Regions from separate parts of the Mus musculus genome. Here all the other regions are linked to region 1. Evidence: chromatin contacts called from public promoter capture Hi-C data. All regions are on one chromosome and are shown on one strand. Each heading gives the region's core, a stretch centred on a gene start, on an enhancer-like site or on the middle of the called end of the contact. The rest is flanking DNA. Distances are from core to core; before and after follow the strand shown. Region 1 holds the start of Psen1 (presenilin 1). Region 2 holds the start of Nek9 (NIMA (never in mitosis gene a)-related expressed kinase 9). Region 3 holds the start of Zc2hc1c (zinc finger, C2HC-type containing 1C). Region 4 holds the start of Mlh3 (mutL homolog 3). Region 5 holds the start of Dlst (dihydrolipoamide S-succinyltransferase (E2 component of 2-oxo-glutarate complex)). Region 6 holds the start of Ylpm1 (YLP motif containing 1). Region 7 holds the start of Arel1 (apoptosis resistant E3 ubiquitin protein ligase 1).

The links. Promoter capture Hi-C pulls out the DNA fragments that hold promoters and counts their contacts. Capture Hi-C pulls out chosen DNA fragments and counts their contacts.
Region 2: a contact with region 1 is called in a promoter capture Hi-C map of pre-B cells, with 2.5 times the contacts expected there. The contact joins the promoter of Nek9 here to the promoter of Psen1 in region 1. A contact is called at or near these places in 2 of 39 promoter capture datasets (liver and pre-B cells), 1 of 484 Hi-C or Micro-C datasets (CD4 T cells), 1 of 115 datasets of contacts at active chromatin or transcription factors (memory CD8 T cells) and 1 of 9 other capture datasets (adipose tissue).
Region 3: a contact with region 1 is called in a promoter capture Hi-C map of liver, with 2.6 times the contacts expected there. The contact joins the promoter of Zc2hc1c here to the promoter of Psen1 in region 1. A contact is called at or near these places in 2 of 39 promoter capture datasets (liver and pre-B cells) and 2 of 9 other capture datasets (adipose tissue and liver).
Region 4: a promoter capture Hi-C map of liver shows a contact between it and region 1, with 3 times the contacts expected there. The contact joins the promoter of Mlh3 here to the promoter of Psen1 in region 1. A contact is called at or near these places in 2 of 39 promoter capture datasets (liver and neutrophils) and 2 of 9 other capture datasets (adipose tissue and liver).
Region 5: a promoter capture Hi-C map of liver shows a contact between it and region 1, with 2.9 times the contacts expected there. The contact joins the promoter of Dlst here to the promoter of Psen1 in region 1. A contact is called at or near these places in 4 of 39 promoter capture datasets (the C10 cell line, liver and pre-B cells), 1 of 115 datasets of contacts at active chromatin or transcription factors (embryonic forebrain) and 1 of 9 other capture datasets (liver).
Region 6: a contact with region 1 is called in a promoter capture Hi-C map of liver, with 4 times the contacts expected there. The contact joins the promoter of Ylpm1 here to the promoter of Psen1 in region 1. A contact is called at or near these places in 3 of 39 promoter capture datasets (hippocampal neurons, liver and pre-B cells), 1 of 115 datasets of contacts at active chromatin or transcription factors (astrocytes) and 1 of 9 other capture datasets (liver).
Region 7: a promoter capture Hi-C map of pre-B cells shows a contact between it and region 1, with 9 times the contacts expected there. The contact joins the promoter of Arel1 here to the promoter of Psen1 in region 1. A contact is called at or near these places in 4 of 39 promoter capture datasets (hippocampal neurons, liver and pre-B cells) and 1 of 9 other capture datasets (liver).

What each region holds. Positions count from the first base shown.
Region 1 is chr12:83,686,541-83,690,180 of GRCm38.p6, forward strand. Psen1 (presenilin 1) reads left to right here and starts at 1,612. Exons shown (of 12, transcript NM_001362271.1): 1 at 1,612-1,753.
Region 2 is chr12:85,337,311-85,340,950 of GRCm38.p6, forward strand. Nek9 (NIMA (never in mitosis gene a)-related expressed kinase 9) reads right to left here and starts at 2,052. Exons shown (of 22, transcript NM_145138.2): 1 at 1,693-2,052. The coding sequence starts at 1,911. Tmed10 (transmembrane p24 trafficking protein 10) reads right to left here. Exons shown (of 5, transcript NM_026775.4): 5 at 3,304-3,640.
Region 3 is chr12:85,286,873-85,290,512 of GRCm38.p6, forward strand. Zc2hc1c (zinc finger, C2HC-type containing 1C) reads left to right here and starts at 1,719. Exons shown (of 3, transcript NM_172414.4): 1 at 1,719-1,913; 2 at 2,680-3,640. The coding sequence starts at 2,699. It also overlaps a transcript of Acyp1 not described here.
Region 4 is chr12:85,268,999-85,272,638 of GRCm38.p6, forward strand. Mlh3 (mutL homolog 3) reads right to left here and starts at 1,601. Exons shown (of 12, transcript NM_175337.2): 1 at 1,541-1,601; 2 at 1-476. The coding sequence starts at 412. Acyp1 (acylphosphatase 1, erythrocyte (common) type) reads right to left here. Exons shown (of 3, transcript NM_025421.3): 3 at 3,400-3,640. The coding sequence ends at 3,614.
Region 5 is chr12:85,109,032-85,112,671 of GRCm38.p6, forward strand. It overlaps Dlst (dihydrolipoamide S-succinyltransferase (E2 component of 2-oxo-glutarate complex)), which reads left to right and starts at 1,802. Exons shown (of 15, transcript NM_030225.4): 1 at 1,802-1,928; 2 at 2,467-2,500. The coding sequence starts at 1,866. It also overlaps a transcript of Prox2 not described here.
Region 6 is chr12:84,994,364-84,998,003 of GRCm38.p6, forward strand. Ylpm1 (YLP motif containing 1) reads left to right here and starts at 1,958. Exons shown (of 21, transcript NM_178363.4): 1 at 1,958-2,993. The coding sequence starts at 2,127.
Region 7 is chr12:84,969,167-84,972,806 of GRCm38.p6, forward strand. It overlaps Arel1 (apoptosis resistant E3 ubiquitin protein ligase 1), which reads right to left and starts at 1,683. Exons shown (of 20, transcript NM_178065.5): 1 at 1,463-1,683. Fcf1 (FCF1 rRNA processing protein) reads left to right here and starts at 1,764. Exons shown (of 8, transcript NM_028632.2): 1 at 1,764-1,799; 2 at 2,049-2,116. The coding sequence starts at 1,797.

The sequences.
Region 1 (3,640 bases), core at 362-2,861:
CCCTTTGAGGGTTTACTTTTACAAGAATCTATTGGAACACTGAGTGTAAATACAACTGCCATTTTTGTCCATTAGACAGTTCTCTTGCTCATAGCTTTCATTCATGAGTATTTTTTTTAAGATTTATTTATTTATTATATGTAAGTACACTGTAGTTGTCTTCAGACGCACCAGAAGAGGGCGTCAGATCTCATGGTTGTGAGCCGTCATGTGGTTGCTGGGATTTGAACTCAGGACTTTTGGAAGAGTAGTCAGTGGTCTTAACCACTGAGCCATCTCACCAGCCCCATTCATGAGTTTTATAACCTAGGTGAACTAAGATTTGTTGTAGGACAGTGAGATTTTTTTATATATATACCAGTACTCCACGAACATCTTTGCACAAAAATGTTTGTCGAAATTGCTTCTCTGTATAGTTTACAGCATTTGCCATTCTACCAAAAGATCGCAATTAATGTAGTTTGCAAATGGCTTTTAGTCTATGCTTGTTTAGCAAGTGTATTGAGCTTGTTCTGTACTGTCTACAATTTTCTGCCTTCTTCCCATATAAGTAAATGATTGAGGGTATAAGTAAATGATTGAGGGAAAACTACCCAAGGTTATGCTATGTCTCCTCCCAGTTGCCATTCCGCTGGCGGAAAAGACTAAAGTATCAAGATCTTAAGCATGAAAATAGTGAAGTCTGAGTTTATTGAAGCAGGGTTGAGAATGTTGGGAGAAAATGGAGATGGATGCTCTACTATTTAGAACGAGGCCTTCTGGGAAGTAGAAAAAAGGAAGTTTGACCCAGTGTATCTTAGTTTGACCTGTAATTTGCTAGGAATCCCAGTCCGATTTCAACTCACTGTCCTGCCCCATCTCCTCCTGAGTGTTATGATTTCAGATACAACACCATCCCGATGTATTTGTCTCTGTTGGGAGTAGAATCTAGTTCCTCGTGTGTGCTCCTTAAGCACATTAGCCGTTTTCTGGTTATTTGGGATTATGAATAATTTCTCTGTTGTTTTTTGCCCAAGTGAAATGTGTGGTGTGCTGTTGATAATTGTCTCTCCGATTAAGGAAAATCTGAGGGATGTAAAAATCAAGATAGGAAACATTCTTTGCTTTCTAGAAGCTTGCCATCTGGGAAGACTTTCAGACTCGGAACCTAGACTAATAGGATATTTCTCAGGTTCTGTTTACCCACCAATCGCTTTGGTTTATTGAGAGTACAAACAGTAAATTTTATCCGTTTTGAGGAACTGTTCAAATAAATACTGTGGAGAAATGGGAAGTGTTGGATTTAAAATGTCACTACAAAACAAGGCACGGTGTCCCCACACATGGAAACCAAATAAATAGGTTCAAGCCCATCCTTTCCTACAAGGTATGTTTGATACCGGCAGGGAACGCTCGAATCGCAGTCTCAACCAAAAACAAGGGAAAATGTCACTTGTAGACTGGAAGAACGCTAGACGCGCCTCAAACCCTAGAGAGGCCTCAGGTCGCGCACATCCTTACATCTATGCGAGTGGATTAGGCCAGCTCCAGCCCCCAGCCCTCGTGGCCTGCGCGCGCCACCGGAAGCTCCGTCCCCTCCCGGGTCTAGGGGCCAACGTCGCCGAGGCCGGAAGTTGCGACACCGGTGAGACCTCTAGGGCGGGGCCTAGGACGACCTGCTCCGTGGGCCGCGAGTATTCGTCGGAAACAAAACAGCGGCAGCTGAGGCGGAAACCTAGGCTGCGAGCCGGCCGCCCGGGCGCGGAGAGAGAAGGTGCGTGCCCAGGGTGTGCGGGGCGGAGGGTGTCTCTGCCGGTCGTGTTCACCGTCGCCTGCCTGCCGGGGGTCCGGGCGGGCCTGTGTCTCCGAGGGCCGCGCTGCGGGCGTCTCTAGGGATGAGGGGCGGGGTCCAGGCGGGCGGAGATCGAGGAACCCCGCGTGGGAAACGGGGTGAAGCCGGTTTCTCGGAACCCAGCCGGGGCCAGACTGAGAGCAGCCTTCTCCGAGCTTTGGTACCCCGGAAGTGCTGGCTTCCCCGGGCGGCCGGGAGCAGATGGCTGGCATCAGGGGTGGCCTCTCGATCAGAGTGGAGCTAGAGATAGAGGAAGCGCCCTAGGCTGGGTCGCCTTGAGCAACTGGTGAAACTCTGCGTCTGGTGCCCCGAGTGTGTCATAGTCCAGAAGTGAGTGAGTGGCACTCGGGGCTAACTTCTCAGTGTGTCTGTTGGCAGGCGAAGAGTCGTATGGCGCTTGTTCTTTCTTCAGAACTGTCACGATGCATGTGTCTGACGCTTGTAGGCGCCTTTAGTGTTTGCTAGTTCTTCCCTTTCACGTTTTCAAATGTGGCACTGCCGCGAACAGAGGCTCAGGCACATCCGCCTGGTAGTGGAGGACGGAGTGCATGAGACAATTGAGGTAACTTTTTACATAACTAGGAGAAATGAGAGTTCCAGTAACAGAAACGTAGAAGAAACGTGAGCAGGACAGGCGATCTGTTCAACTAACGCATAAGATTGACTGGGTTCAAGTTTGGAGAATGAGAGAGAAATAAGGAAGTTAGGCAGTGGTTTGGAAATAGTACTTTTGAAGTGACAGCGGGTGAAGATGGCCTGAGGTCAGAGCTGTAAACTGTAAACATGGGTCACTTAAGTAGATTTGCTGTTTGATGTTGGAGCAGAGAACTGGGTGGACACTTAGGGAACACAACAAAGAGCCAGGTAGAAGGAGGACAACGAGGCTGCTGAGGAGGACGAATGCAGAAACCACAATAGTGCAGTGTCACAGAAGCTGAGAAACACGGAAGCTTCAGGGAGCATTGTCAGCGATAGGAATGAAAGGCCTGGTGTTGTTTTAGAAGGATCTCTGTACCATTGTACCCTTGAAAGATGAGCGTGAACCACAAATACTAGTTTTAAATGTTCCCACAGACACTTTTTTAAAAAATTTTTTAGAGGTTTATTTATTTATTATATGTGAGTACATTGTAGCTGTCTTCAGACACCCCAGAATAGGGCATCAGATTTCATTACGGATGTTTGTGAGCCACAATGTGGTTGCTGGAATTTGAATTCAGGACCTTCAGAAGAGCAGTCAGTGCTCTTAACAGCTGAGCCATCTCTCCAGCCCCACAGACACATTTTTAAAGGTAACAAGAAGCAGTTGAAATTAGTCTTAATGATTTGTTAATCCAGTGTAGCTAACAGTTTCATTTTTAACAGGAAATCCGTGTCAAATTAACTTGTCCTCTCTAGATAGTTAGGAGGCTCTTCAGTGACCAGAAGCAACCCCTGACTACAGTATCCCCAGCACCTGGCACAGTGTTTCCTTGTCTAAAAGAAACCTGATTCCTATTTGCTGCTCCAAGAATCCCTATTTGGTTTTCAGATGTCTTTTCCAGTTCCTTGTTTGAGTGAAAGCAGAAAGAATTTATGCAAGTTAATTAGATGTAAATATTCGTTTTTAATTTAAAAATACTTGTATTCCATCCATTTCCACAGAAGGTAGAGACATTGACTCACAATAAAAATAACTTCATTACAGAATTATTAAAATAACTTTGGGTTGAGTCTTTATAATTTCCAGGTATAGGCGGTGCTTTAGGAGTCCCAGCTACTTGGAAGGCTGAGCTGGAAAATCACGGCCAGCCTGGATAACAGAGATGG
Region 2 (3,640 bases), core at 802-3,301, 1.7 Mb after region 1:
CTCTTTCTGAATAAGACGCCCCCCCCCCCAATCCCACAGGCCCCTGCTTTTTTTAATCCTCATAAGGTGCAGTCACTTCCATTTTGGGGTACTTCGCATTCTTTAGCTACTGCTTCCTGGCCTACCAGCACCCACTGTAACATTCCTTTAGGATACCTCAGCAAGTTTCTTTTGGAAAACTTTAAACTTTTTCCCATATGTGTAAACACCACTCATCCTCAGAGCCTGCACTGCCCGCGAGGAGTCCTCAGTGCTTTTTTTTTTGTCTCCTTGGGATATCCACACCTAAGACCCTGTTACTAACATGACTGGCTGGTCTTCTTGCTGTAACTATAACCTAGAGGGAAAGGGCTACTTCTCAGAAGCTTTGTAAGTTCATATCTTATAAATACCATGTGACAGAGATAGCGTCATACAGTTCTGAGAAGTGTGATAAAATTAACTCAAAGCTAGTAACCAAGTTGAACATGACATATAAGACAGAGATAGGAAACTGGTACTCACTGCTCAACGGTGAGAAAGTGAGCCACTTAACTATACTGACTTAAATGCTAGAAAATAATCGGCACAAATAAGAACATAGGCGACTACAGATGATAATGTCCACTAATGGGTTGGTTACTGGAATAGAAAAGAACACAAAGATATTTTCTTGCAACTACTTTTCTTCCATCTTTCATAGATATATGCTGGACGCTGGAGGTATGGCTCAGTAGTGGAATGCCTTCTGAGCACTGGCAAAGCCCGTTTTATCCCCAGCACAAAAAGTTCTGGCTGGGAGCAGACACTAGAATTGCAAGTGCATGAATCACCTTTTGCAACCTCAGCAAGTTCTCATTAAATGTTTACCCTAAAGCTAGAGTTTTAAGGCTGTGGTGATTAGACTCAAGTTATGGTTAACTTTTGGAGGTAGACTCACTACAGGGTTTTAAATCAGTACACATTCTTAATTTTGGATTCAGTAACTCATGGGTCTCTCCATTGTGACCTTATGCAAGAAGGTGGGAAAAATGACTTAGCTTCCTTGGGTTCTCAAAGAAAGGGGTCCTTGTTTCTCCAGACTCAACTCCACCAATAAAGTATTTGTCTTATACAATCACTGAAGGAAAAGCAAGAAAACAAACAAACAAACAATGATCTTTCTGGTGATCAAGGAAATCCTCCGAGTGATCATTTATGAAAAAAACAAAAACAAAAACAAGAAAACAAAGCCTACAGGGCTAGCAGTGTGTTGTAGCTGCCAGTGTGGCTATTTGGAAGTACACACCAACTCCCCATCCCGCCCTTCAACAGCTATACGAAAGGAAGTAAGCTTTTACAGACTGTTCCCAAAGAGCAAGTAAGCTTTTTATATTGTTCCCAATGTGCAAAGCACCTTCGTTTGGACCTCAAAATAACCTTTAAAAAAGTAAAGGTTTTTTTTTTGGGGGGGGGGGCGAGGTTGTTATCGCTAAGTCCAATTAACAAATGGGAAAACTAAAATGCAAAAGACCGCTCAATGACTCGCTCAGTGACAGCGGTGATTAAACCAATGTCCTACAGCAGGGGAAGCGAAAGCACGGTGGGGTTCCCGAGACCTAAACCCCAAGGGACGCCTGACCATAGAGGGCCAGGGGCAAGCAGCACTGGAAAGCGGGGCCGGGAAGGAGGGCGCGGGGAGGCCCGGCAGCGGCCGGAGCCGAGGGCCGCTACCTCGGTGCGGCGGTACAGCGTGGCCTCCCCAAAGGCACCGCGGCCCAGAACGCGGATGGGGATGTAGTGCAGCTCCTCCTGCTCCGCCGCCCCGCCGCCGGCTCGCGGCCCTGGGACAGCGCTGGGGCCCGGGCCCGAGTCCCCGCCACCCCCGGACTCGCTTCCGAAGTCCGAGTTGATGGAATCGCAGTGTCGCTCGTACTCGCCCAGCACCGACATGGCGGCGGAGGCCGCAGCTCGCCGGGAGCCGCCCGCGTATCCACGGCGGGCAGGGCCGGCCGCTTAGCGCCTCAATGGCCTCAGACGCCAGGCAGCGGCTTAGGTGGCCCCGCGGCCCAGGGAGCTTCCATGGTGGCTCCTGCCCCCTGACCCGGAAGCGGTTCTTAGTGTTTCCGGCTCGCCGAGGTTTTCCCTCCGCCTTTCGCGTGCCCACTTGTTGCAGATGCGTCCCGCACACCTTGGGCGTCGCTGGCCTTCACACCCGCGAGTGTCGTGGAAGCGGAAGAGTGACCACACGGCGGGTTTGCAGACCGCTTCCCTACAACCCCCTACCAGCTTTCCAGACTGCGTCACATTTTGGAGGTGGTCCAGGCTAATCCTGGCGACACGTTTGTCCCAGGAGCTGTGACTGTGTTAGCTGTCACTTGGCTTGTTGGGCAGGGCTCCTTTTTTTTTTTTTTTTTTTTTTTTTTTTTGTAGCGATAGTGTAGCAAAGATAATGGAGCAAGCTAAAACATTAGACTTCTGACAACTTTAACAATTCCTTCTTCCTTCCTCCTCCTCCTCCTCTCCTCCTCCTCCTCCTCTTCCTCCTCCTCCTCCTCTTCCTCCTCCTCCTTTTCCTCCTTTTCCTCCTTTTCCTTCTTCATTAAGTCTATAAAGTTGCAGGACTATGACCACCACAGGGTTGCCTAAGTTGGGACAATGCTAAAGGGTTTTGTTTTTCTTTTCTTTTCTTTTTTTTTTTTTTTTTAATGATATTATGGCCCCAGATCCTCAGAGCGCCATGAAAACAATGTTTATGTGTCTGTTGGGGGTGGGGTGGGGATTGTTTTAGGTGATACAGCTAGTTAGGAGGAACTTGAGAGGCAAACCCTGCAGTCTGGCCCCAGAATTAGGAAAGGGCAGGGCGTGATGAAACTAAGGTTATGGGACTGGCGCCATTACACTTGTTGGGCAGAAGCAGGAAGTACACTTTGTATGTTGTACAGTTTGGTGTTTCCTGTGGACAGTGGGAAACTAAAGCAAAGGAGTAGGTGATTAGGGCTCTGTTTTGTGTGTGTGTGTGTGTGTGTGTGTGTGTGTGTGTGTGTGTGTGTGTGCCGATTGAATTCAAGTTGCCTGATTTGCATGGCAAAACCTTTATCCACAGAGCCATCTTACTGGCTCTCAAAGCTCTAGCCTTCTGAGGAAATCTGCTCAAGATTTCTTTCATTAGCATAATGATTAAAACATCCTTTTGCTTAAGTGCCCTGCAGTAAATCAGTGACTTTTTTTTTCTTTAATTTATCTGTTTTCACTCCCTGTGCTTTAAAAAACAACAATTATAGAGGAATCCTTGCTCACCCAGACAAAGGGGCACTAAAGATTAACAGACAAATACACCTCAAATGGTTTCTGCTAGCTTTTATTTGTGAAAGTTTACACAAACATCTCCAACAGGTGAGCCTGTATAAATCCCACATGCCTCTTCCCATTAACAAACAGAAGATGGCTCTGATGGGGGTTCATGACAATGGTAAGGAACAAGGTTTGTTGAAACTGTATGATTCTCAGTTATTTTGACTATGCTGGAACGGAGGGAAGCAGATAATATACCTGTTTATAAAGCGGATATGCTGTTGTGCACGCCTACTGTCAAAGGCAAATGCTCTTCAACTGAACTGAAAAGCATGTTGTCCAGTTTGGTTGTTTTGGGCATGATCAAAATGATCGAAAGGACTTGAAA
Region 3 (3,640 bases), core at 469-2,968, 1.6 Mb after region 1:
TGGACATGCTGCACATCTCTAACTCCAGCTCTTTGAAGGCAGAGGCAAGAGAATTTCTTTGAGTTCAAGGCTAGCCTGGAGTATGTAGAGAGCTCCAGACCAACCACAAAACAAACACAAACAAAGAAGCCAACCAAAGCAAAATAAAGGAGGGGGAGGGAGAGGGGGAGGAGGGAGAGGAGACGGAGAAGGAGAGAAAGAAAAAGAACTTGAGGTGTCCTGTTAGGTAGCTCTCAATTGTCATGACTTCAGGTCTAGGGGTTCCATTGCCATCTTCTGGCCTTCCCAGGCACTGCACACACAAGGCATATATTCACATAGACCTCGGAGTTTCTCTCTTCCTCTCTCTCTCTCTCTCTCTTCCTCTCTCTTTCTTGTGTGCGTGTGCGTGGGGGCGGGGGGGGGGGGGAGGGAGGAAAGGCCTATATGCCTATACCCAGCCTGGGAGAATCTGAGACAAGAGGATTAAGTAGGCAGGAGGACTAACTAGTGCTAACCATAGACTAAATAGGGAGCCTGTCTCAAAACAAACAGCAAACAAAACAAAACAGAAGAGACTCCAGTGGGATCCTAACACAGAGAGAGACAGACCCAGGGATGGGAAGGGGAACTTTTCTTGCACAAGGAAGTTATGTATACTTGAACACTAGAGATTCAGGGGGAGAGTATGGAAACGAGTTAGAAAAGATGTATGGGAAAACCCATAGAAGCTGACTGAGGCAGGGTCCTAGTCCGTGGGAAACCTCTGCAATGTGGAGAAGGCCGAAGAGCCAACTGGGAATGAAAAGAATGACTGACAATCTGCCCTAGAGAGTCCACCAAGGAATTTTTTTTTGTAGCGCATAAAAGCTGACATCTGATCTGTTGTATTAACGAGACTGCTGTCTACTTTATTTCCCACGTGCTCGAATCTTCTGTGTAGTTACAAGAAAAACGGAGCTATCTGTTCCAAAACAGCTTATCCAAATGAACTGAAGCACGAAGAAGACAAATAAACTCTCTTCTGTTGTCAAAAAGTTACAGAGGACCATTTAATGTTGAAATCAAGTTATGTTCATTACTGTTGATCTGGTTGTTAACTTTATTATTGTTACTTTTGGCTGAGTCATTCCTGGGCCCTAAGTAGTAACGGTCACGTGAGAGTGAAACGTTATAATAGCAAAATGATTAGATTGGCCATAGAAACTACCCTGGGACTATAACACGTAGTGAAATAATAGTAAAGCTAATATAATAGCAAGCGCCAAAGCATTGCGAGGGAAGACAGCCCGGAGCATGTAGCCTGGAGCTCTTACATAGCCCTACCTGGGGCCTGAGCGCAGTAGCCGAGCGCACTCAGAAGGGTGATCAGCAGTCCCACTCCCGCTAGCTGGACAGACTCCCGAATCCTGGGGCGGGATGATTCCGCAGCCCATCTAGGGGCTCCACCCTTCTCCAGACAAGGGCACACCCTAAGGTCTGGGAGCTTCATTCTCGGAGAAATCCAAGTTCTTCTTTGATGTAGCCCCAGAAAAACCTCTCCAACCCCTCCCCAAGGGAAACGCTGATCTGAGCTGCGGAGTTGGCTGCACCTCGACAAGTGACCCGACTGCACCCGTACTCCACCTCCCTTCCCTCCTCCCCTCCCCACCTCCCTCCCCACCTCCCTCCCCACCTCCCCGCACTCCCTCCACCACCTCCCTCCGTCCCTCCAACCCAATCTGCCCCGGCGGCTTTCGGATTGCTTGTGGACTGCGCCTGCGCACATCTGGAGCTAAAAGTTCTCAACCAGAGGCGGTGCTCTGGTCTCCAGGCAACGGGATAACAGAGGTGGACAGAGAGCGCCTGCGTGGACGGCGGTTGGGTTTAGTCAGGTGTGGAAAACTAGGTCTTGGGGATTTTCCCTGAGCTGGAGCGGCCCCCGAGCGCCTCAGGTACGCCGAAAGGGGAGATACTGAGACCTCCCGAGGGGTTGGAGAGTGAGAGTTTATCCCTAGAGGCCGGGTCCCAGTAAGGACTCCCGTTTGACCCTCTGGGACAGAACATGACTCTGGAGTTCCGGATCCAAAGCGGGCTGGGGCGCTCAGGTGTCTGTCACCCCCTCTCCCAACACACTCTCTTTACAAGCCTGGTGCGGTTTGAGCCATAGAGCATCTTTGCATGAGGGCTTGACAGCCGGGCACCTGCTTCAGGCCCGGGTGGCTCGTGCTCTTTGTAGTTTGTAGCAAGGGGAAAGTCCAGGGAGTGCTTTGGGCCAGGCCCTGTCGCCAGGCCACTGTTCTCACCCCGTAAAACCGTGGGACTGGACTCAGAGCGGCCTCTGCAATTTACAAGAACCCGGGGCTGGTAAGAGCAGGTTGCCTGTTTTGTGTCACGGACGACCTTCTATCTAAAGCTTTTCCCACCCATTCCATAAATGGTGTAGAGCAGGTCATCTACAGGCCTGGAGGAAAGTCAGTGGCAGAACACCTGTGTCACGTCCATTCTTTGGTCCTCGGGGCTTAGCAATGTCTGGCCTGGCACATAACCATCACTCCCTAAATGCTTATTGAAAGAATGTCCTGGCAGAGCCAACACCACAGTCCCGAGAAACGTTTAAAGGGAATGTGGGTAGGGCAAATGGACAAACAGTTTACTCTAGCAGCCGGGAGTGAACCTCAGACAAATTCTTCACATGTATCTGCTTTAAATCTCCCCTAGGCTTCGGTCCAGGCACTGAATGGCTGGTCTCCAGTTGGCTCCACATCTGCCTGTGGGCGTTATGTTCCCACATAATAAAACAGAAGCTCCTGGACTCCACTCAGCTAAGCACGACCCTTACGAACAAAGTGACTCTTCCCAGCGGCCCTCGATGGGACATTTGAGGAATAGTTTCCAGTCGAAGCTTTGGAGCAACACAGAAATGGAGCAGGAGGACGAGGTCTCCACCCGCCCCAAAAGGAACGTCTGCACAAAAGCCCGGAGGCACTCCTGTCCCCACAGTGCAGGAATCAGGCAGCAAGGCTCAGGGAACAATGCCCAGGGCCAAGGAAAGGGTCTGTTTTACTTGTCTAGTCCGACACCCCGGTATCCCAAAGCAAATGACCAGGACTTCATTCCCTTTAGGAGGAAACGAGTGGGAGTGGATCGGGCTTACCCACTGAAACCCATGGTCCACCGGAAGTCACATAGTACAAGTGATGCGGGCGCAGACGGGGACCAGAATGGCTACCCAAGACTCCCTGACTCAAGTGAGTTTTCAGACAACAGCTTTGGTTTAAGGAGCTGGGTGAATTCATCTCTTCTTGCCTCTGTGCAGGCAGAGAAGGTCGTGGCGGAGCTCCATAGGACCGAGTGGACCCAGATCCAAAGGCTCGAAGCTGCAGGGGAGAGTTTACAGAAGGAGATCCGCAGAAAGGAGATTCTCCTACAAGAAAAGCTGAAGAAGACAGAGGAGGGTCTTCGAAGGATGCAGAAGGAAAAGAAACAGGCCATTTTCCAGGAAGACAGAGAGCTACAAAGGATGGTACTACCTAGAAGGAGGGTTCGAGATGGTGACCATGACACCCCACACAAACCCTGCTTGTCCCCAGAGTTCAGGTCTGAGGTATTCAGTAGAAACAGGGGAGAGGATCAAACTTGTGATCAGGCTCAGGAAAACCCTAGTCCACGCCAGCTCTCT
Region 4 (3,640 bases), core at 351-2,850, 1.6 Mb after region 1:
TCAAATCAGCCTCATGGGTGGCAAGGGCTTTTCCATTCTGAAACATTTTCACAAAGGTTTTCAGTGTTGTGTTTTTCTTGGATGAAATCTCCACAGCACCAGCCATGTCGGCTATACTTGCCAAGGCCTCTCCTCGGAAGCCATAAAATGCTGGGTTCTCCAAGTCCCGCACTGAGTGGCATTTACTAGTAAAATACCGGTTTCCCACCTTCTCTACATCGTCCCCCGCCATCCCAAGTCCATTGTCTATCACTTGAACTTGGAAGGTTTCCATATTCACTCTGATGGCCACACATGTTGCTTCAGCATCAATACTGTTAAGGGTAAGTTCTTCAACACACTGGCCCAAGGAGCTTATGGCTAAACCGGAACGCAACTTGGTTTTTACGTCATCTGATAGACACCTGATCATGGCAGGGACACATGTGGAGGGAGTGGCAGACACTGGCTTCCTTCTCTGACTGGAAAATAATCACCTACAGGAAACAAAACACAACACATACTCTAGCAAACCTCAGTTATATCACATCACCCATTTCTCTCGACTATTACAAAGAACTACAGTTAGAGTATTAAACCAAAACGCGAAAGGGAAGTATACTTCTAGTTTCTAGACAGCACACAAAACTCATGCACTGGTATAACAAGCTTCAATTCCAAAGCATTCATAATTTCATTAATTTTCGCTGTTCCTAAAATGAATGCCCTAGAGTGAAATTATAATTACGCTAGATGCTGATCCGTAAAGACACTATTCAAATTTCTAAGCACTTCACTAAAAACAGATGCCTAAATTAAACGCAGCTAAGAAACATTAGCTAGAAATTATTCATGAAAAAAGTCCAAGCTAGTTTCATAACATTTATACTTTACACAATAACCACGGCTTTTAGAAAATCCTTTGATGTTCTAAGACACTGTAAGTAAGAAGGTAAAAAAAACAATGGGACTAAGTCAAAGTCAAATCTATCAAGGAGACACAGTAAGCCATTACTTTCTCAGGAAGAGGTGGGGGTGGGGGAGGTAAAACTCCTTTGATATTTAAGTCCTGCTCCTGTGTAGCTTGATAGCTTGCAGAAAGGCCCTTATTACTGATATTCTTTTATATTGATACTCTCGGTCTTTTATATCCCCAGAACATAGCTTGGCAATAAAAAGTGAGTGTATGGGGTGGTCGGACCCTGATTCCAGGTTTTCTTATACAAACCCTAAGACTCTAGGTAGTTAAAGGTCTCATTCTTAAGTGACAACAGTGAGGCAGGTGACAGGCTCTTTTGTTTTGTTTTTAAAGCCTGGAAAAACCGGGGCTACGACAGCATTTAGCCACCGTTGGCAAACGGGGTGAATGTGTAATGAGCAGTTCTAGGGTCTGGAAAGTCGGGCATCCCGTGCAGGCCGGGCCGCGCCTGCGCAATCCACCCACCCCGCACCTCCGGGGGAGCCGGGGCCCCGCCAGACAGGCCCGCGGCAGTCACCATTGCTCCTGTCCAGTTAGACAAGCTCTCTGGACCACATTTCATCACGTGCTTTCCCCCTTCACCTCGAATCTCCTCCATCAACTCTCACCGACCAACCACCTCCAACGCCGAGCGCGCGCTCCCGAGCATGCGCTTCCGAGACACCGCCAGACGGCGTCTGCACGACGTCTCAGTGCGCAGGCGCTAAGGTGGCCAAGCTGCGCGTCCCTTCACCTGGCGGGTTCCAATTAGTTCTTTTGTCTTATTCTCTTTCGGAATGGGGTGAAAGGCTGTTTCTACTAAATTTTACTTTGCTCCCCTTCTCGTCTCCTTTGCATGTTCTAATATGTAGTTCCACATATATCTTTCTTGTTTCCTTAGTCTTTGTTCGCTAGATTGTAAACTATGTGAAAGTAGTTTGGTTTTTTGTTTACTGCTGTGTCCTGGTGGCAAGTAGATATTCAGGGAATGAATGCAGAGCATTCCTTTTTTTGTTTGTTTGTTTTTCGAGATAGGGTTTCTCTGTATAGCCTTGGCTGTCCTGGAACTCACTCTGTAGACTAGGTTGGCCTTGAACTCAGAAATCTGCCTGCCTCTGCCTCCCAAATCCAGGGATTAAAGGCGTGCGCCACCACTGCCTGGCAAGAGCATTCTTGAAAATTAAAGCTTTACGAAGCTGGAAAGGGCTGAGAAGCCTCTCTCTCTTTCTCTCATATTTTGTTTTTGTTTTTCTTTCAAAACATGATTTCTCTGTGTAACAGCCCCGGAACTCGCTTTATAGACCAGGCTGGCCTATAAACTCACGGAAATCCTTCTGCCTCTGCCTCCCAAACGCTGGGATTAAAGGTGTGCTCCCACTCCCCACCCCACCTCCACGTCTGCCCAGCCCAACTCTCTTGATTTGCAAATCAGGACATCAGGGTCCCTCCTTCCCTTCCTTCCTCTCTTCCTCCCTCTCTCTCTCTCCCCACCCCCATACCACCACGGCTTTTTCCTGCAAGAGCACAGTGAGAATATTTTGAGAATTATTAGGCAATCCTCAGTTTTTGTCTTCTGTTTCATCCAAACCTCCTCCCAGAAACTTTTTAAAAAAGATTTATGTATTTCATGTGTATGGGGTTTTGTCTGCTTGTACTTCTGCACACCAGAAGAGGGCATCGGATCCCTTGGTCTTAGAGCCATAGACTGTGTGAACCACCATGTGGGTGTTGGGAGTTGAACTCAGGACTTCTGGAAAAGTTGCCAGTGCTCTTAACTGCTGAGCCATCTCCACAGGGAGGACATCCCTCCTCCCTTTAAAGGAACTTAGGACAAAGTTTTAAATGAGTATATATTTAATTACTAACCAAACCAAATCAGACTTGTGGAGCCAATGAAGCAAACTTCTGATTATTGTTCAGTTTGCCAGGGCTTCATGACAAAAGGCCACAGGCTGGGTGGCTTAAGTAGCCGGGGTTTTTGTTTGTTTTCTTTTCTTTCCAGTTCTAGGACAAGCTGGAGTTTAGGCCAGGATTCCTTCTTGGGTGTGGCTGTCTGTCTTCACGTGGTCTGTGGTGCATACACTCTTATGAGTCAGCAGTCCAATGGGATTGGTCCTTGGGTTAGAGTAGTTTAGGTATACAAATGAGGGGAGGCGCAATCCAGGCCATAACTACTTTATCTGAATTTCTCACCTTTGGAAAAGGAGTGACTGTAGATGTTCCAAAGGATTGAAAACCAAAAGTAATTAGTGCAGTGCGTCATGTGAACACGGAACAGCCCAACCTGGTGGCATTTGCTCTTGCTACACATGAAGTCTCCCGTGTAAACAATGTAAAGAAATGGCAAAGTTACTTCTCTTTCAGACCTCGTTAAACTACCCCAAAATTTTCCTCTCACAATAACGAATTAATCATGTTGCCCAAAGTTCACTAAGGATTAAAAGGGAGGGGGGGAAGCAATGTAAGCATAAGGTTCTAATGTGTTTTTATTGGTTAGAATTATACACATTTGTATTTCATCATACTTGTAATACGTGGTAACTTTTCCAACATGCAACCAAAATAACTTACTAACAAATTCTAATACTGAGCACAGAATAGTTCTATTTTTTTTTTAATCTAGCGATTTAAAAAAAGGAGTGAGATTATTTTGAAAAAATATTAAGATTCGTTTCATTATTTTACAATTTGGAAGTCTGAATA
Region 5 (3,640 bases), core at 552-3,051, 1.4 Mb after region 1:
GGGTGTGCAGGGGCCCATGGAGCCAGAGGAGTTTGATCCCCTGGAATTGGAGATAAAGGTGGTTGTAAGCCACCTCGTGCCAGGTGCCAGGAAGAGAACTCTGGGCCTCTGGACGAGCAATGAATGCTCTTAACCACTGAGCCATCTCTCCAGCTTCAAGACAGTTCTAAGCAAGTCATCACAGTAGTGATGCACTGTAGTGACAGAGACACACTACTTTGGAAGGAAGCATAAAGTACCTGCTCACTTTGCCAGAGGGGAATAGGAAAGGTTTCAGGAAGAGATTTAAAGGGGAATTAAAAAGCCCCTAGATAAATAGGAAGGAACAGCGGACGCAAACATGGGGAATGAAATAGTGCATTGGGTGGGGTCGGGAGTGAGGTGGGGATCGGGGCAGATGGTCAGCAGCGAATTATGGCTCAGTATCTGTGAAAATGAGAGCTCAGAAGCCACGAGCCGGATAATTAGGTGCTTGGGCTAGCTGAGGAGTTTGGGCTGTATAGACAGGCAGGCAGTAGCAACTGGAAGAATTTAAGCAGGGGAGTGGCAGGATTAACTCTACACTAACAAAGGATCTTTGACAGAGGTGTGAAGGCGGAGTGGAGAGAGTGAAAGTGGAGTCTTAGACCTGCTACAAGGAAGCTTTGAAGGAAACAGATGAAGGGCATTACAGGCTCAATAGTGAGGGCAGCTGGGACAGATGATGTCTCTCTTTCTAATCAGGGCTTCTGCCCAAGGCTCAGAGATTCCAATGCCATTGGATCCAGGGTTTGGTGAGCAGAGGCTTTGTGAAGGTTTTGAAAATTAGGCAAAATAACTCAAAAAAAAAAAATCAAAGGCACTACGTGGTTCATTTATTCATTCAGACATTAATTTGATATTTATTCAGCTGAGCTCATGGAATACTATTTCTGTTAGGAAGCCAGGGTTAAAGGCCTAGGGATTTAAGAGCGAGCAAGTAAGCAGGGTAAGGGTGGCAAGCGCTTTCAATGTAAGGCAATGGGCAGAATGGTATACACAAAGCTGCGGGGGGAGGGGGCGCAGGAAGCCTACAAGCGTTTCTACAACCTCTGCCAATGGGGCATGACATTGAACAAAAGTGTAACCCCCATAAGATTAGTATGTCACATTCCCAGAGTTGGGTAGCAAATAACTTCCAGAGTTCACAAGCTGGGTGGAGCACAGTTAGCTTGGCTGGAGAGTTTGCTCAGGGGCGGGAGAAGATCAGGAGCTAAAGCACAGTGGGGCTAGTTGGTGAAGTCTTACAGGTCCTTTAATACAGTTCCTCTTGTAGTGATCCCGGGCCATAAGATTATTTTGTTGCTACTTCATAACTGTAAATTTGCTACTGTTGTGAGTTGTAATGTAATTATCCGGTATGCTAGATATCTGATATGTGATCCCACTGAAAGGGTCGTTGGACCCTCCAAAGGATCGCGACCCACCTGCCCAAGTCCACATAAGCCTAATCACCGGCCTGAGATCTAAGTTCCTAGCCATTTCCCTCTCTTCCTAGAATGCAGAGGCAGAAAGGCTAGGTTTGGGGGCAGCAGAAAACGGCGCCAAACAGAACCAGCTCTGAGGAAAGGCAGGGAAGGCTTGAACCCGGGGGCGCTCCGGTGGCCGGATGGTTGTCCTCGAAGAATACTAACCCAAGTTGGCCTTCTCTTGACAGCGCCACAGATGCCCCGCGCTGGGACCGCTAAGGATGCGAGCCCGGCTCACACCGCCCGGCACCCAGCACGGTTAGTGGTTCGCTCCGAACACCCCTCGCCGCTTGGCTGGTGCCGCGGCCGGTCTCACTTCCGGTTGCTGCCGGGCCCTGTATCCGGTGTCCGCCCGCCCTCCATCCCGCTGCCTCCGCGATGCTGTCCCGGTCACGCTGCGTGTCCCGGGCGTTCAGCCGCTCGCTTTCTGCCTTCCAGAAGGTACTGTCTGGCGGGGCCCGGGCTCCGATGGGTGCCGAACATGGCTGTGGGCGGACGGGCAGGCCGAAGGGCAGGGACGCTGTGTGCTGGCCAGGCCGGCCACCAAGGGCACCGGGACGCGGTGGCTGCCGACGCCCGCGGAGCCGCCCAGCCGCGTGTACGGAGCCCCGGAGCCCCTGTCCTCTCCCAGGCAGCCCGCGCCGGCCGTTTTCCCGCTGTCCCGAACCCTTTGCTCCGGGGCTGGGAGCCGCGCCCGCAGCGACATTGACTTAGAGTTAAGAGAGGAGGCACGGCCCCCAACCGTATTCCGCGGCCTGTCTCTTCGCGGTCTCCAAACTAGCGCCTGGCAGGCTCAGGGGAGGATGACAGAGTTTGGCCGACTCGGTGTTTTGCGTCTACTTTCGGAGTTAAGAGCACGATAAACGTGTCATTACCTGTCAGCAGCACGATAAACGTGCCCTTAAAAAAAATGTTTGTTTGTTTTTTTCCCCCCTCTTTTCATTTTGGGTGACGTCGATAATGTCTTCTTTCTCAACAGGGGAACTGCCCTCTAGGGAGACGTTCCCTGCCTGGTAAGTTCTGCCCTTGCGGTCACCTAAAATGCACTTCTCGTGGGCAGAGCAGCATGGGAGGAAATCTGATGTTTCTTCTCATGGTATTTAAAGACAATGAATTCAGAGAGATGCGAAGCAAAAGACTCCCTTAAGTATAACTGCTGTCATGTACTCACCCGGCGCATCCTTACTGGGTTTTGTTCAGCTTTTTGTGGTGCTGAGGATAGAAGCTAGGGCATGGGAGGCAAGCACTTAACCACTGAGCAACACCAGCGGCCCACGGTTACTGAATTTACACTGTCAGGGCACTGTGCTAGATGCTCGTTAGAAATACAACAATGCAAAAAGTCTTGTCCTCCAGGAGCCTGAGGCGTAAGGGAAAGGCATGGTGTAAATTGCTGATCATCAATCATCTAAGTGTTTGGAAACATGGACAGAACAGGTTTAAATAGGTGACATTAAAGTTGTGGCTTGCAGGATGTGACAGTCAGTGAAGAGAAGAAGAAGAGAGAGAAAGAAAGGGGTAGAATGCATGAAGTCAGTGAAGAAGGAAACAGGTGTGGCATTCTTTTGGAATTGGAAACAAAGTGACTGGTCAGAAGCCATTAGTTAAAGGAAACAGTATCTCGAGGAAGATGATGGTGTAGAGGCTTTCGGAAGTTTAGATATTTTTTCCCTTAAATTTATTTTTCTTTATGTGTACTGTGTACACACTTGGCATTCTGTGCCCACGGAGGCCAGAAGAGGTGTGGGATCCCCTGTAATTGGAGTTGCAGGTTGGTTGGGAAATGCCCGGTGCCTGGGTCTCTGCAAGAGCAGTACCGGTTCTGAACCCCTAAGCCTGGAAGTTTGGATTTTCATTCTCGTAGCTGTGTGTGGGTTGTTGTCTTTGGTAGAGGAGAAAGTTATTAACAACCTTCCATAGCTTACTTTTAATCAGGTGCCTGGCAGATATGTATTTATCCCTGCCCACCTTCACTTTTTTATTTTTGGAGACAAAGTCTTGCTGTTAGGACTGTCTGACCTAGAGCTAACTATGCATATACCAGGCTGGCCTTGAACTTCCTCTTGCCTCTCTGCCTCAGAGAGCTAGGATTACAGCCTTGTGCTACCACATCTGGCTCTGGCAAAATACTTGTTGAAAGATTCAGTCCTATG
Region 6 (3,640 bases), core at 708-3,207, 1.3 Mb after region 1:
CCTAGGAGAGGCGTGTCTCACACCCGGATTGGTTATGCACTATGCCTCATTTGCATGTTCCTCATCTGATTGGCTACTCTCTCTCTCTGTACCTCACAGAGCCTCATTATCATACCTCATTTGCATGTCTCACATCTGATTGGTTATACTCTCAAAGCCTAATTATCATGCCCGGGCCAGGCAGTGTTTTTGCAAAAAACTTTACTGCATATGTACACATTGGTTGTTTGTCCAAACTTATGCGTGGTGGCCAGCAGTAGTCAGTGCCACTCTGCAACGGCACATGTGGCTTCCCACAGTTTGTATATGCTCGGCCTAGGGAGTGGCACTATTAGAAGGTGTGGCCCTGTTGGAGTAGGTGTGGCCCAGTTGGTGGAGGTGTGACCTTGTTGGAGAAGGTGTTTAAGATCCTCTTTCTAGCTGCCTAGAAGTCAGTATTCTGCTAGCAGCCTTCAGATGAAGATGTTGAACTCTCAGCTCTTCCTGTACCATACCTGCCTGGATGTTAGCCTCTGAACCTGTAACCCAGCCCCAGTTAAATGTTTTTTTATAAGAGTTGCCTTGGTCATGGTGTCTGTTCACAGCAGAAAAACCCTAACTAATACAACTTATGACATGCAATTTTATGTATTTCTATGCTGCTTCAATAAGACACTGAAAGAAGGAATCCCTAGCCCCGCATCTACTACTCATAGTTACCCAAGACAGGTAATGATCTGGTTGCTAGGAAAAAAGAGCAAGGTCACATCTTCAAATTGACATGCTGATACAGTTAAGAGTCTTCAAATTAAGCATGGTTTTTCTCTCCCCTTCCTTCCTTCTTTCCTTCCTTCTGTCCTTCCTTTCCCAGAATTCAGTGTACTACTTCTGATGTTCAGTAATCACCCAAACCAATGGAAGTCTTTAATATTTTGCTGCTAGGGTTCAGGAAATCAGCTTTTAAGTTACCCTTCTCTGACTTTTCTTAGGTTTTTTTTTTTTTTTTTTTTTTTTTTTTTTTTTGGGTTTTCGAGACAGGGTTTCTCTGTATAGCACTGGCTGTCCTGGAACTCACTTTGTAGGCCAGGCTAGCCTCGAAATCAGAAATCTGCCTGCCTCTGCCTCCCGAGTGCGGGATTAAAGGCGTTCACCACCATGCCCGGCTGACTTTTCTTAGGTTTAAGGATTCTCCAACAGGGACATCGTCCGAGTTAAAACCTGGGTTTGATGGTACTTGGAAGGCAGAGGCAGGAAGATCTCTGTGAGTTCAAGGCCAGCCTGGTCACAAAGCGAGTTCCAGGACAGCCAGGGGGTTCATACAGAAAAACCCTGTCTTGAAAAAGCAAAAAAATTTTAAGGGTGGTGGGGTGGGTGGTGGGTGGGGAGGAAACCAATCTAAACAATTCAATTCCTTTTACAGTACCTGTAGGAAAGAATCAGGGCCATTTTCACTTTCCTTCTCCAGAATCCATTTTTCATTCTTCCTATCATTGTCCCCTGTCAGGCTGTGGGTTGACTGAGTTAAATCAGTTTAACTTGGAAGAACTGTCATTTTTACAAAGCTCCCTCTTTTTTACTTAGGACTATGGTAAGCCTCTTCGTGAGTTCAAGTTTAATTTTTATTCTCAGGTAGGATTCTGCAGTTTTCTTCATATAATGTCTAGATTTTTCTTAGTAGAGTTATTACTTGTTTTATGTTCTTGTTGCTACTGTGAATGGAATCTTTCCTCCCCCCTCCCCACCCCCCCATTCAAAACTAAACCCATAGGGCGTTAGGATCTCTATCACTCCTTTCGGCTGTGAGACTCTATGGTTTTCTTGGTTCTATGACAACATTCTATTACCGCCTACATTTTCCGAACCCGAAGGAAGGCGGCAACAGCGAGTACCTGCGCCAAGGTTCCCTCTATCTGGCCTTTGTTCTCCGCTCGATGGTACTGCGCATGCGTAGTTGCCTCAGCACGGTCCCCGCCTTCCCGACCGCGGGCCCAGCTCCGTAGCGCCGGCGCACTGGCGCGCTCCGTTCACACGCTCCGCGGCCTGTAAGGCACCGCGAGTTCCGGCTGTCGCCGTCACCGCCGCGGCTCCTGGAGGTCGGTTGCGACGAGTAACGGCGCCGGGACGAGCCCCGCGCCTTCGTTTCCTATATGTATCCGAATTGGGGCCGGTATGGCGGGAGCAGCCACTATCCGCCGCCGCCGGTGCCGCCGCCGCCGCCACCGGTGGCGCTTCCCGAGGCCTCGCCGGGGCCCGGGTACTCCAGTTCGACGGCTCCCGCGGCCCCTTCCTCTTCAGGCTTCATGAGCTTCCGAGAGCAACACTTGGCGCAGCTCCAGCAGCTGCAGCAGATGCACCAGAAGCAAATGCAGTGCGTGCTCCAACCCCACCATCTTCCTCCGCCCCCGCTGCCACCCCCGCCGGTGATGCCCGGGGGCGGCTACGGAGACTGGCAGCCGCCTCCGCCACCGATGCCCCCGCCACCTGGACCAGCCCTCAGTTATCAGAAGCAGCAGCAGTACAAACACCAGATGATCCACCACCAACGAGATGGGCCTCCGGGTTTGGTTCCAATGGAGCTGGAGTCCCCTCCTGAATCTCCCCCTGTACCTCCAGGATCCTACATGCCCCCATCCCAGTCGTACATGCCTCCACCTCAGCCACCACCCTCGTACTATCCCCCTTCCTCCGCTCAGCCCTACCTGCCTCCTGCTCAGCCATCCCCTTCACAGTCTCCACCTTCCCAGTCCTATCTGGCGCCCACTCCTTCTTATTCTTCCTCGTCCTCCTCACAATCATATTTGAGCCATTCCCAGCCCTACTTACCCCCTTCTCAGGCCTCTCCTTCCCGCTCCTCCCAGGGCCCTTCTAAACCCCAGCTACCACCACCACCGTCCATCCCTTCTGGGAATAAAACAGCTATCCAGCAAGAGCCTTTGGAGAGTGGGGCCAAGAACAAGACTGCTGAACAGAAGCAAGCTGCTCCTGAACCAGATCCCTCTACAATGACTCCACAGGTAAGCACTGTGTCACATCTTTCATTTAGGCTTTACGTGAGCAGGTCTTGGGCTTTAACCAGCTAATGCCTATCGTAATTCCAACAGCCAACGACTAGCCCATTCATACTCCAAAGATCCCCTAAGAGTCAGCCCTGAAAGCCAGGTTTTAAATTGACCATAGATTACCAAAAGAAGAGTAAAGATAAGACTAGGCACTTGAAGTTGTAGTAGGTTGGCACTAGATTTATTTCTCAAATGTATGCCTTAGTTTTCTTTGACCAGCATTCAGTATTTATTGTTGCACAGAGCTTTGTTTTAATTTTTTTTTAAACTAAGATTTTCATGGGGAGGCAGTATAAAAGAAAATTCTTAAAGGACTGATGTTTAAATACATGTAAATATTGACCAGTTAATTTCTTAGGACCAGCAAAATATGCAGGGGCCAGAGATAGCTGTCTGTTTCCAGAAGTGGGTTCTCAGCACATAAAAGATGGAAGTCTCATCATGACATCCTAACTGATGTTGTGAGTTCATGTGGACTCCATAGGCCTCTAGAGACTTGATCCTTGGAGAATCTGTTGTTATATTTCAAAACCATCTCCTAAGGATAATTTTGCCGCATGGTGAATTTGCTACATTTCATTATTATTACCATTTACTTGAAA
Region 7 (3,640 bases), core at 433-2,932, 1.3 Mb after region 1:
GTTTAGTAAGAGTTCTGAGGTTCGCCAACACGGTCAAGTTTCAAAATAGTAAAAAAACACATGAACACTCAAGTGGTGTAACCTTTCGGGCTGGAAAAACTTGACAGGAAATGACTGAAAAGACTTTAATGGCAAGCATCTCTAGGGACGATGCTTATGACTATGAAAACACAGGTCGGTCCTAGTGGTGTCTGGGTAATATAGGTGCTGTGATGATGAGCTTAGCTTTATACACAAAGAAACAGAGGCACCAACTGATGGCCCAAAGCAATGCAAATAAAGCAACTCAAGAGAGGGAGTGAACTGCAGCCAGTCAAACGCCCGAGTCCCATAACCAATGCACTGCCTCGCACTGTTACACCTCGAACACCTCTGAACCCAGTAACACTAGGTCAGTGTCATGCAGTAAGAAAATCACAAGCGAACCAAACTGACCTCTGAGCGTCTAGGGCACAGCTTCAACATCGGTAAAACAAAGGTATCAAAAGAGTCAACTAAGATGAAGTTCACATAGCCTACAAGTCTCATAAACTGCACATCCACTTCCAGGAAAGCTGTCCCTGGCCTTCCACAGACTCTCAAGGGGTAAAAGAAACCTCTCTCCGGATGGCTAAGAACAACTAGAATACATCCTAAAAGCAAAGACAAACAAGCAAACGGAAAACAAAACCAAACACTGCCCAGTTTCGCTTTCTCATTCCCACATATTCTCCCTCTCCCATTAAGGACTGCACACCAGGCTTCACAACGAAGAGCACTGTTCCCCATCACATTCCAGGCTTGCTAAGTAGTTGCACATATAAGCTTCTGCACCTGTTTTTCTTGTGATCGTCTAAAAAAGGCCACTGCGACTGGGATAATTGGCTCAATGAGTAAAATACCTGCTGACCAAGCAAGAAGCCCTGAGTTTGGTTTGCCCAGGATCTGGTTAGAAAACAAGCCGGGGAGTAGTGGGCTTGTCCACTCCAGCACCGGAGGGCAGGGATGGGAGTATCTCTGGGGCTTTTTGGTCAGTCAATCTAGCAAAAACCGGAGGTGGAGGTGTTTCCAGGTTGGGTAAGACAGACTGTTTTCTAAAAAGTGGAAGATAAAGACAAGCAGCTTCCTCTGGCTTCTGCTCTGAATTTCTGCTCTGATGCACCTGCACGCTCGTGCTCGTACACACACACGGGAAGAGAGAGAGAGAGAGAGAGAGAGATGCAGACAGACAGAGACGGAGGGAGAACATTGGGGGGGGATGTCCTCCATCGCTATTACATTCCTCTCTTTCCGAAGAATCTTACGCCCAGCCTCACAAGTTCCAAGCCGGCGAGGAAAACCAATCAATAACCAGAGCCTCAAGGCTGAACTACAGAGCCAAGGCTGAAATGATGTGCCAGAGGAAAACCAGAATGTACTGTCAAACTATGGGACGCCCAGGATTCCCGACCCCTCTGCCCTCGTCCCCTCTTCTCTCGCTCGCCTTCAGCAATTCTGGTGCCTACGGTCGGCTGGGCTCTGCCTCCGGCTGCGGCGTGAAGAAAAACGTTACCCGAACGGGGGCTGCAACGTGGCCAAGTCCTAGTTCTGGGGTCCGAGGAAGCAGCGGCCTCATCCAGCACAAATCCTACCCTCCACCCGCCCCCCAAAAAAATCTCCAGTGTCGATCTCCGCCAGCGTTAGGAGCCGGCTCGGAGCTTTTACGTTTCCCAAAGTAGCTTCCGCCTCCGGGTTGGCCTTTGCCGGAAAGAGCGTGAGGATGACGTAAAGTGTCGCGCTGCGAGCGATTCCGGAAGAAACAGGAGTGCGGCGTGAACATGGTGAGCGGAGTGGGAGAACTTTGTCAGAGAGTTTTGGGGAGCAAACGGGAGCTCAGCCTTTGGCCAGATATAGACTCGGTGCTTCCTTGTTTGTTTGTTTGTTTGTTTGTTTGTTTAATTCCATTCTGGCCTTAGTTCGAAGGGAGTAGGGAGGGGGACTGAGTGCTGTTTGGGGAGGGGCAAGAAAAATAGAAGAGAACTTTAAAAGATGTTTTCAGCTCTTTTTAACTCGAAAACTTCTGTTTCAAGGGGAAGCAAAAGAAAACAAGGAAATATGCGACTATGAAGCGAATGCTCAGTCTGAGAGACGAGCGACTGTGAGTGGTCAGAACCAACTGGTTTCTTAAACTGATCAGAACTACAGAAGTCACGATGGGCTAAGTAGAAACATCTGATGTACTGGTTTCTTAAACTGCAGAAGTCACGATGGGCTAAGTAGAAACATTTGATGTTTTTTTGTTTTGCTTATAATGTCTTAGGTCTGTGTTGCATGGAATTATAGTCACACATTCGGTGGGGCAGGGCATGGTATCGTTGTGGGAAAGCCGGTGAGGAGGTCATACCATGGCTGTCTTCAGGTCCTGCCACCCAAGTTTAAAAAGGACGATGGGAAAAGTCCAAGATAGTCCCATTTTATAAGTTGTAAGAATTCAGAACCTTGCCGGGCGGTGGTGGCACACGCCTTTAATCCCAGCACTCGGGAGGCAGAGGCAGGCGGATTTTTGAGTTCGAAGCCTGGTCTACAGAGTGAGTTCCAGGACAGCCAGGACTATACAGAGAAACCCTGTTTCGAAAAAAAAACAAACAAACAAACAAAAAAAGAATTCAGAACCTTCGAACATGCTAGTATGATATTCCCATTATAAAGAACACTCAAGGGGCTGGTGAGATGGCTCAGTGGGTAAGAGCACCTGACTGCTCTTCCGAAGGTCCAGAGTTCAAATCCCAGCAACCACATGGTGGCTCACAACCATCCGTAACGAGATCTGACTCCCTCTTCTGGTGTGTCTGAAGACAGCTACAGTGTACTTACATATAATAAATAAATAAATCTTTTAAAAAAAAAAAATAAAAATAAATAAAGAACACTCAACCAGTTTCTCTGTATCGGTAAGGACTGGGTAAACAGTTAATTTAATGAAGACTGGGCTTCTTCGTGTTTAAGATTTTCGGAACAAGAGAGTGGTCATTAGAACCTTCAGAATTATTATTCTCAGCTTCTGATGTGGGTTTTTATTTTATCTAACAATGTCCCACTGATCACTTCCTTGTGTTGAGTCTTTATTTTATACGTGTGTTATGTTTCAGGCCTTTATAAATAACGTGGAGAAACTTTCCTCCTAAACTTGTGGTTTGAGTCCTTTTTGGTTTGATTTGGTTTGGTTTGTTGTTGTTGTTGTTGTTGTTGTTGTTGTTGTTGTTTGAGACAGGGTCTCACTAAGTAGCCTTGGCTACCCTGAAACTTGCTATGTAAACCAGACCTCGAATTTTTAGGGCTCTGTCTGCCTCTCTCTCCCTGGAGCTAGGAGGGCCACCATGCCTACCTTGGGATATTCAGAAGTCTTCAGCAGGTTAATAACAACCTCTTCACGGCCTCTTACACGTGGTTTGTTTTTGTTTTTTTTTAGCATATATTATACATAACAATAGATATCATTATGTTATTTTTCAAGTGGGTATATAATGTACTTTGAGTAAAATCAACCCCCATTTATACCAAGAAAAAAGTTAATAATTAGAATTTATTCATTAACAACATCTTGAGTTTATTAGCCTTACTGATTAATTTTTATATTTTCTGGCTACTTCCTGCTCTATTTACTTGTTCTCATAGTATATGT